Linked DNA regions of Sus scrofa: region 1 is linked to region 2. The links are chromatin contacts, called in public Hi-C maps. All regions are on one chromosome and are shown on one strand. Each heading gives the region's core, a stretch centred on a gene start, on an enhancer-like site or on the middle of the called end of the contact. The rest is flanking DNA. Distances are from core to core; before and after follow the strand shown.

Evidence for each region. A called contact is a pair of places that touch in the nucleus more often than the background predicts.
Region 1: a Hi-C map of skeletal muscle shows a contact between it and region 2, with 3 times the contacts expected there. The contact joins the promoter of KRCC1 here to the promoter of THNSL2 in region 2. A contact is called at or near these places in 2 of 5 promoter capture datasets (both in liver), 22 of 47 Hi-C or Micro-C datasets (alveolar macrophages, embryonic fibroblasts, fetal heart ventricle and 10 more) and 2 of 2 datasets of contacts at active chromatin or transcription factors (alveolar macrophages and skeletal muscle).

Annotation. Positions count from the first base shown.
Region 1 is chr3:57,926,851-57,929,596 of Sscrofa11.1, forward strand. KRCC1 (lysine rich coiled-coil 1) reads left to right here and starts at 1,413. Exons shown (of 4, transcript NM_001243946.1): 1 at 1,413-1,664.
Region 2 is chr3:57,819,896-57,822,675 of Sscrofa11.1, forward strand. THNSL2 (threonine synthase-like 2) reads right to left here and starts at 1,401. Exons shown (of 11, transcript XM_021087277.1): 1 at 1-1,401.

The DNA.
Region 1 (2,746 bases), core at 163-2,662, 110 kb after region 2:
ATCATGCAAAACAATACTTCATGTTACTTAGAGATACATACATATGTAGTAAAAATATAAAGAAAGACATGAAAATGAGAAATGCTGAATTCAGGATAGGATTTACTTCTGAGGGGAGGAGGAGTTCATTAGGCAGTAGGAAGAGGGTGTTTCAGGAAGAAGTAGCAGATACAATAAACTGAGTTATGTAATAGCAGGGTATTTACAAGAATCAATAAAAGTTTAATGTTGTTGAATCACAAAGTGAAAGGGTGGGGAAGTGAGAACACTAGGAAGATAATGAGATCAGGGAGGTGCACAGAAGCCCAGAAGTAGTATTCATGTGGGACTTTCTCCAACAGACAACTGGAGCCAGAAATGACTTCCACATAGAACCCTTTGGTAGACTGGAACGGTGAAATCAGGAAGAATGGTAAATTAGGTAGCTATTGCCATGGTTCTAACAAAAGATGATGGGAACCTGAAATTAGTCAGCGGTTGTATTACAGGAAAGGAGAGCTTACCCAAGAGAAACTTTTGCACAATGCACAGGGGACATGCCCATCAACAGGAAAAGGGGTGTAACACTGTATAGCAGTGAAATGAATAAATAACATTTATGTGCAACAGCTTGGATGAGTCTCAAAACATTGAGTGAAAGAAGCCCTGCTAGAGAAAGACATAAATCTTATAAAATTAAAAAACAATCTAAAAATTTTCCCCAAGCAGGAGTTCCCATCGTGGCTCAGTGGTTAATGAATCTGACTAGGAACCATGAGGTTTCAGGTTTGATCCCTGGCCCTGCTCAGTGGGTTAAGGATCTGGCATCGTTGCTGTGGCTGTAGTGTAGGCCAGCAGCTACAGCTGCTATTCGACCCCTAGCCTGGGAACCTCATATGCCGCGGGAGCGGCCCAAGAAATGGCAAAATGACCAAAAAAAGAAAAAAATTTCCCCAAGCATACATGTGATAAAGATATATACATATGTAAAGAAATGATGACTACAAACCAGGGTAGTGATTTCTTTGGGAGACAGGGAACAAGAGGATGAGATGAACGTGTGTATGTATATACACGTATACTGAGAGAGCCAAGGGAGAGAAAAAGGTCATTTATGCTGCAATGATGACAGCATATCACCACCAAAGATTTTGCTTAATCTACTGTGTATCAAAGACTCTTAACAAACTTTAAAAAGGTAAAGCAGGAAATCATGATTTTTCAGATATTCTGGAGGTAGAAACCGCAGATTTCCAAACTTTTTTCTTTGTTGGTTTTAGATTTCCCCCCGCCACCGCCCGAAGTGAGTAGCAGTGAGGAGAGCTTCGGCCAGGTTAAAACAGAGTCCCGGAAGAAGGGGACCGAGGGGGCGGAGCAAACAAGAAGGCGGGGCTAAAAAGGCTCTCTGAGAGTAGGGTGACTGCGCAAGCGCAGTGGCACGCCCCGCCGCCGCCATGGCGCGGGCGCTGTCCAGTCAGTCGCTGGTGGTGGTGGTGGCTACTTCCCTTCAGGAAGCCCGGTCTCCGCCCCCTCCTCCCACCCCGTCTGCTCCGCGGCGGAGGCGGCGGTGGCGGCAGCGGTTGTCCCTGCCTCTCCGCCACCTCCACCTCAGCCTATCCCCCGACCGGTGGCGTTGGCGGGGAGGGGGGCCGTAGTTGTAGACGGCCGCCCCTGCCTCAGAGAAGGTGAGTTCCCGCCCGGCAGCGGGAGCGGCCTCGGCCTTCAGCCGCTCGATCCCCCAGCCCGGTAGAGGCCGGGCGCGCCCAGAGAGTGCGAGATGGCCGACCCGGACAGGGCTACGCTCCCCTCCCCACTCGCAGCCCCGGGAAAGGGCCGCCGGGGCCCCAGCACGGAGCGCGGCGGGAGCGGGGACGCCTCCGCTGCCGGGAAGTTGAAGTTGGAGTGGGAGAGAGGCGGCCAGGTCGAGGCCGTGGATCTGGAGTGTCAGGGAGAGGGAAGGGGGTTGAGGAGGACACCCCGAGATCAAGGGGACAGAGACACGGAGAGAAAAGGCTCCAGACGTGGAAGGGCGTAGACCTGCGCTGGGCGAAATTCAGCATCCTACAAAGTAGAGCCCTCACGCGGAGGGAGAAGTGAAATTTGGCCACAGTAGGAAGTAAACACGGGAGCTTCAAGTTGCGGAGGCCCTGGAGGAAGGGAAGAGGGGGTGAGGTATTTGAGGGATTACTTTGCAGAGTTTTCCTTAGCTTTTGAGGATAACACCCTGTAAAACAAGCTTCTAAGATTTACGGGCCTATTGTAGTAGTCGTCTGAATTTAAATTTGTATCTACCAGAGTCAAAGATAATACAGCAGGACATCAGAGAGGCAAAAACAGCTTTTATTCAGTAACTGCAGTAGGGAAAGAGCTGAGCTCCATTCCGATTTGCGCAGAGGTGACGGGGTTTTAGAGGGAAAATGAAGGAAGGGGTTCAGTAGAGTCAGGAAAGCGCAAAATTACCTAGGTTTGGGCAGTGTCCGTGCACTTAGGCGAGCTGTGTCATCTTGTGGAAGTGAGGATTCACTTTTCCCACAGACTGGGAGACCCCAGGCCCTGCCTTTTCTGATAATTACACTTTAAAAGGATGGCTTTCAGATCTTTGAGAAAGACATTCCTGAGTTGTGGGGGGTACACATATATCTCAAAGGGACAGAGGAAGAATTAACAAACAATTGTAAACCCTTTTTAGTAACTACTCTAAAAAAGAGAGGTCAGGGCCTTATATTCAGGTGTTGGCTAGAACAAACAATAAATGCCTTTTGACAGC
Region 2 (2,780 bases), core at 151-2,650:
CTGGCCCCATGTGGACTCAGAATTCTGATTAGCATGGAGGGAGATGGGGTCCAAGGGCACCTCAGGCATAACTCTGGTCACGCATTTCATCGGTTAGGTTCCCAGGAGCCAAGGGCCGTGCTGAGGAGCTGGGTTGAGCTCTGGATCATGGCTGTGAATTCTTTCTTTTCTTTTTTTGTCTTTTTAGGGCTGCACCTGCAGCATATGGAGGTCCAGGCTAGGGGTTGAATTGGAGCGACAGTTGCCAGTCTAAACCACAGCCACAGCAATGAGGGATTGAGCTGCGTCTGTGACCTACACCACAGCTCAGGTCAATGCTGGATCCTTAACCCACTAAATGAGGCCAGGGATTGAACCTCCATCTTCATGGATGCTAGTCGGGTTCATTTCCACTGAGCCACGATGGGAATTCTTGTGAATTCTGATTATAAATCCCCATAGCACTTCTGGGGATGAATCTGGCTAGACATAGCTCTCAGCACCAGCTTGGACTCATTTCTGTGCCAGGGCCAGCAGGGAACCCCTGCTCTCTGGGGACAAAGCCACCTGAAGCCTTCCACCTATGAGAAAGGGAAGTGACTATGTGGCAGTGACCTGGAAGAACTCTGGTTTCCTAGACTGCGGATCTGATGCCTCTGAGCCCAGTGCAAATCCACATGAGCCACTTGCCACTCCCAAGCCTACAAGTGCATTTAGCTTACAGAGACAAGTTGAATTGTCCATACCATGGATCTTTGGAAAGTGAAAGTAGATATTATTAATAATTATGCTGGGGAATTCTCATTTTGGCTCAGTGGTAACAAACCCAGCTAGGATCCATGAGGATGCAGGTTCCATCTCTGGCCCCACTCAGTGGGTTAAGGATCCAGCATTGCCATGAGCTGTGGTGTAGGTTGCAGATGCTGCTCAGATCTGGCATTGCTGTGGCTGTGGTATAGGCCGGAAACTGCAGCTCTGATTCGACCCCTAGCCTGGGAACTCACATATGCCACACCTGTGGCATACACACACACACACACACACATATATATATACACACACATATATGTATGTGTGTATGTATGTATATGTATATGTATGTATGTATGTACACACACACACACATACTGGGACAATGGGGATAAACCAGAACTGTCTCAGGCCAAATTGGAAATATCACCTTGCATAGGGGTCCACACCACAGAAATGGAATCAGGGTAACTCCCAAGCCAACTGCAGGGAGTAAGCAAGGAAAGCCCAAAACAGAACCAAGGCAGGAGGGCAGGGGGCTAGCAGTGCCTTCAACAAAGGGAGGACTATCTTTCCTTTTAGGGACGCACCCTCGACATATGGAGGTTCCCAGGCTAGGGGTCGAATCAGAAGCTACAGCTGCTGGACTATACCACAGCCACGCCAGATCCGAGCCGAGTCTGCGACCTACACCACAGCTCACAGCAATGCTGGATCCTTAACCCATTGATCGAGGCCAGGGATTGAACCCACAACCTCATGGTTCCTAGTCAGACTGGTTTCTGCTGTGCCACGAGGGGAACTCCAAGAGAGGGCTCTCTGTAACTCTGTGGCAAGGGTCAGAGCCAATATGAACTGCCCAAGACCTTGGAGTAACCAGGGGGCGATCCTGCCGGGCCACCTCTGCAGCCAGACCAAAGGAAAGAAGACAATTGTGTTGTCAAAGAAGTTGAGTCGGACATGAGGGCAGGAGCAAAGGCAGGCAGGGCTCTGAGCAAGAGCCAAAGAAAACATCTGCAGAACTCTCTGCCCTGAGGAGTGGGGGGACAGTGGATCACATCACACCTGGGGCACTGGGCTCTGTTCTGGGCTCCTCCCCACGCCAAGGAGGAGGTGGATAAACTGGCCCAGGAACAAAAGAGAGGGCCTGACACCAGGCTCTGCAACCATCACAGAAAGAACTGGACTGACCAACACACAGGTGGCTGTCTTCCCCAGGAATGGTAGCCCCTGTTCTGTCCAAGGACCCCAAGGAGCCAGAATGGGAAAAACTACGTGACATACACTGCTGGGTTCAGTGTTAGGTAAACCAAATAGAGAAGCCAGAAGTAGAAGCAGCTGCCCCAGTGACACAAGCTGGGACCTGGGACCTGGGACCCTTTGCTACAGTGCTTTTGCACCTGGTCAAACATCTCCTGGAACAACAAAATACAAAGAAACTATAAGGGACTGAAAGTAACTGTACCTGCCAGCAGTTGGATCAAATTACCGGCAAAAAGATACAAAAAAACCCCCCTAAAAACCCAGCTGCCATTTCTGAAAAGCCCAGAGCAAAGGCAGGGTGTTGGGGCAAAAGCAGGCATGTCCCCTGCACACAATCCCACCCAAACCACCCCTGTGGCTGGACTCCTGGACCTGCCTCTATCCAAGCCCCATACAAGGAATCAGCTCCCGCCCTTCCTCGGGGAAACCTGTTGCTTGCTTTTTGCTCCATGCGCAGCAGCAGGGGCCCCATACAGCCTTGCCTGAGTTTCTGGCCTGGCCTCTCATTTCTATTGACTAAGGTCAGCCGAGAACCCAGATAACAACAGGATGGGGTGAAGCCGAGGAAGAAAATCAAGCACCCTGGTTGGAGTGCTGCATGGGGTGGGACTAAGTGGCCTCTGTTGAAGGAGGTTTTATAATTTTCCCATGCCACTCCACTGGACCCTGTTCCAGAGTGGAGCAGGATCCAAAAAACTCTGACCACTAAACCTAGAGAAAAAAACAAGGGAAAAGAGACACCACCCCAAGGCAGGGGCACATTTCAGGAAGGGCTCCTTGAGGAGGTG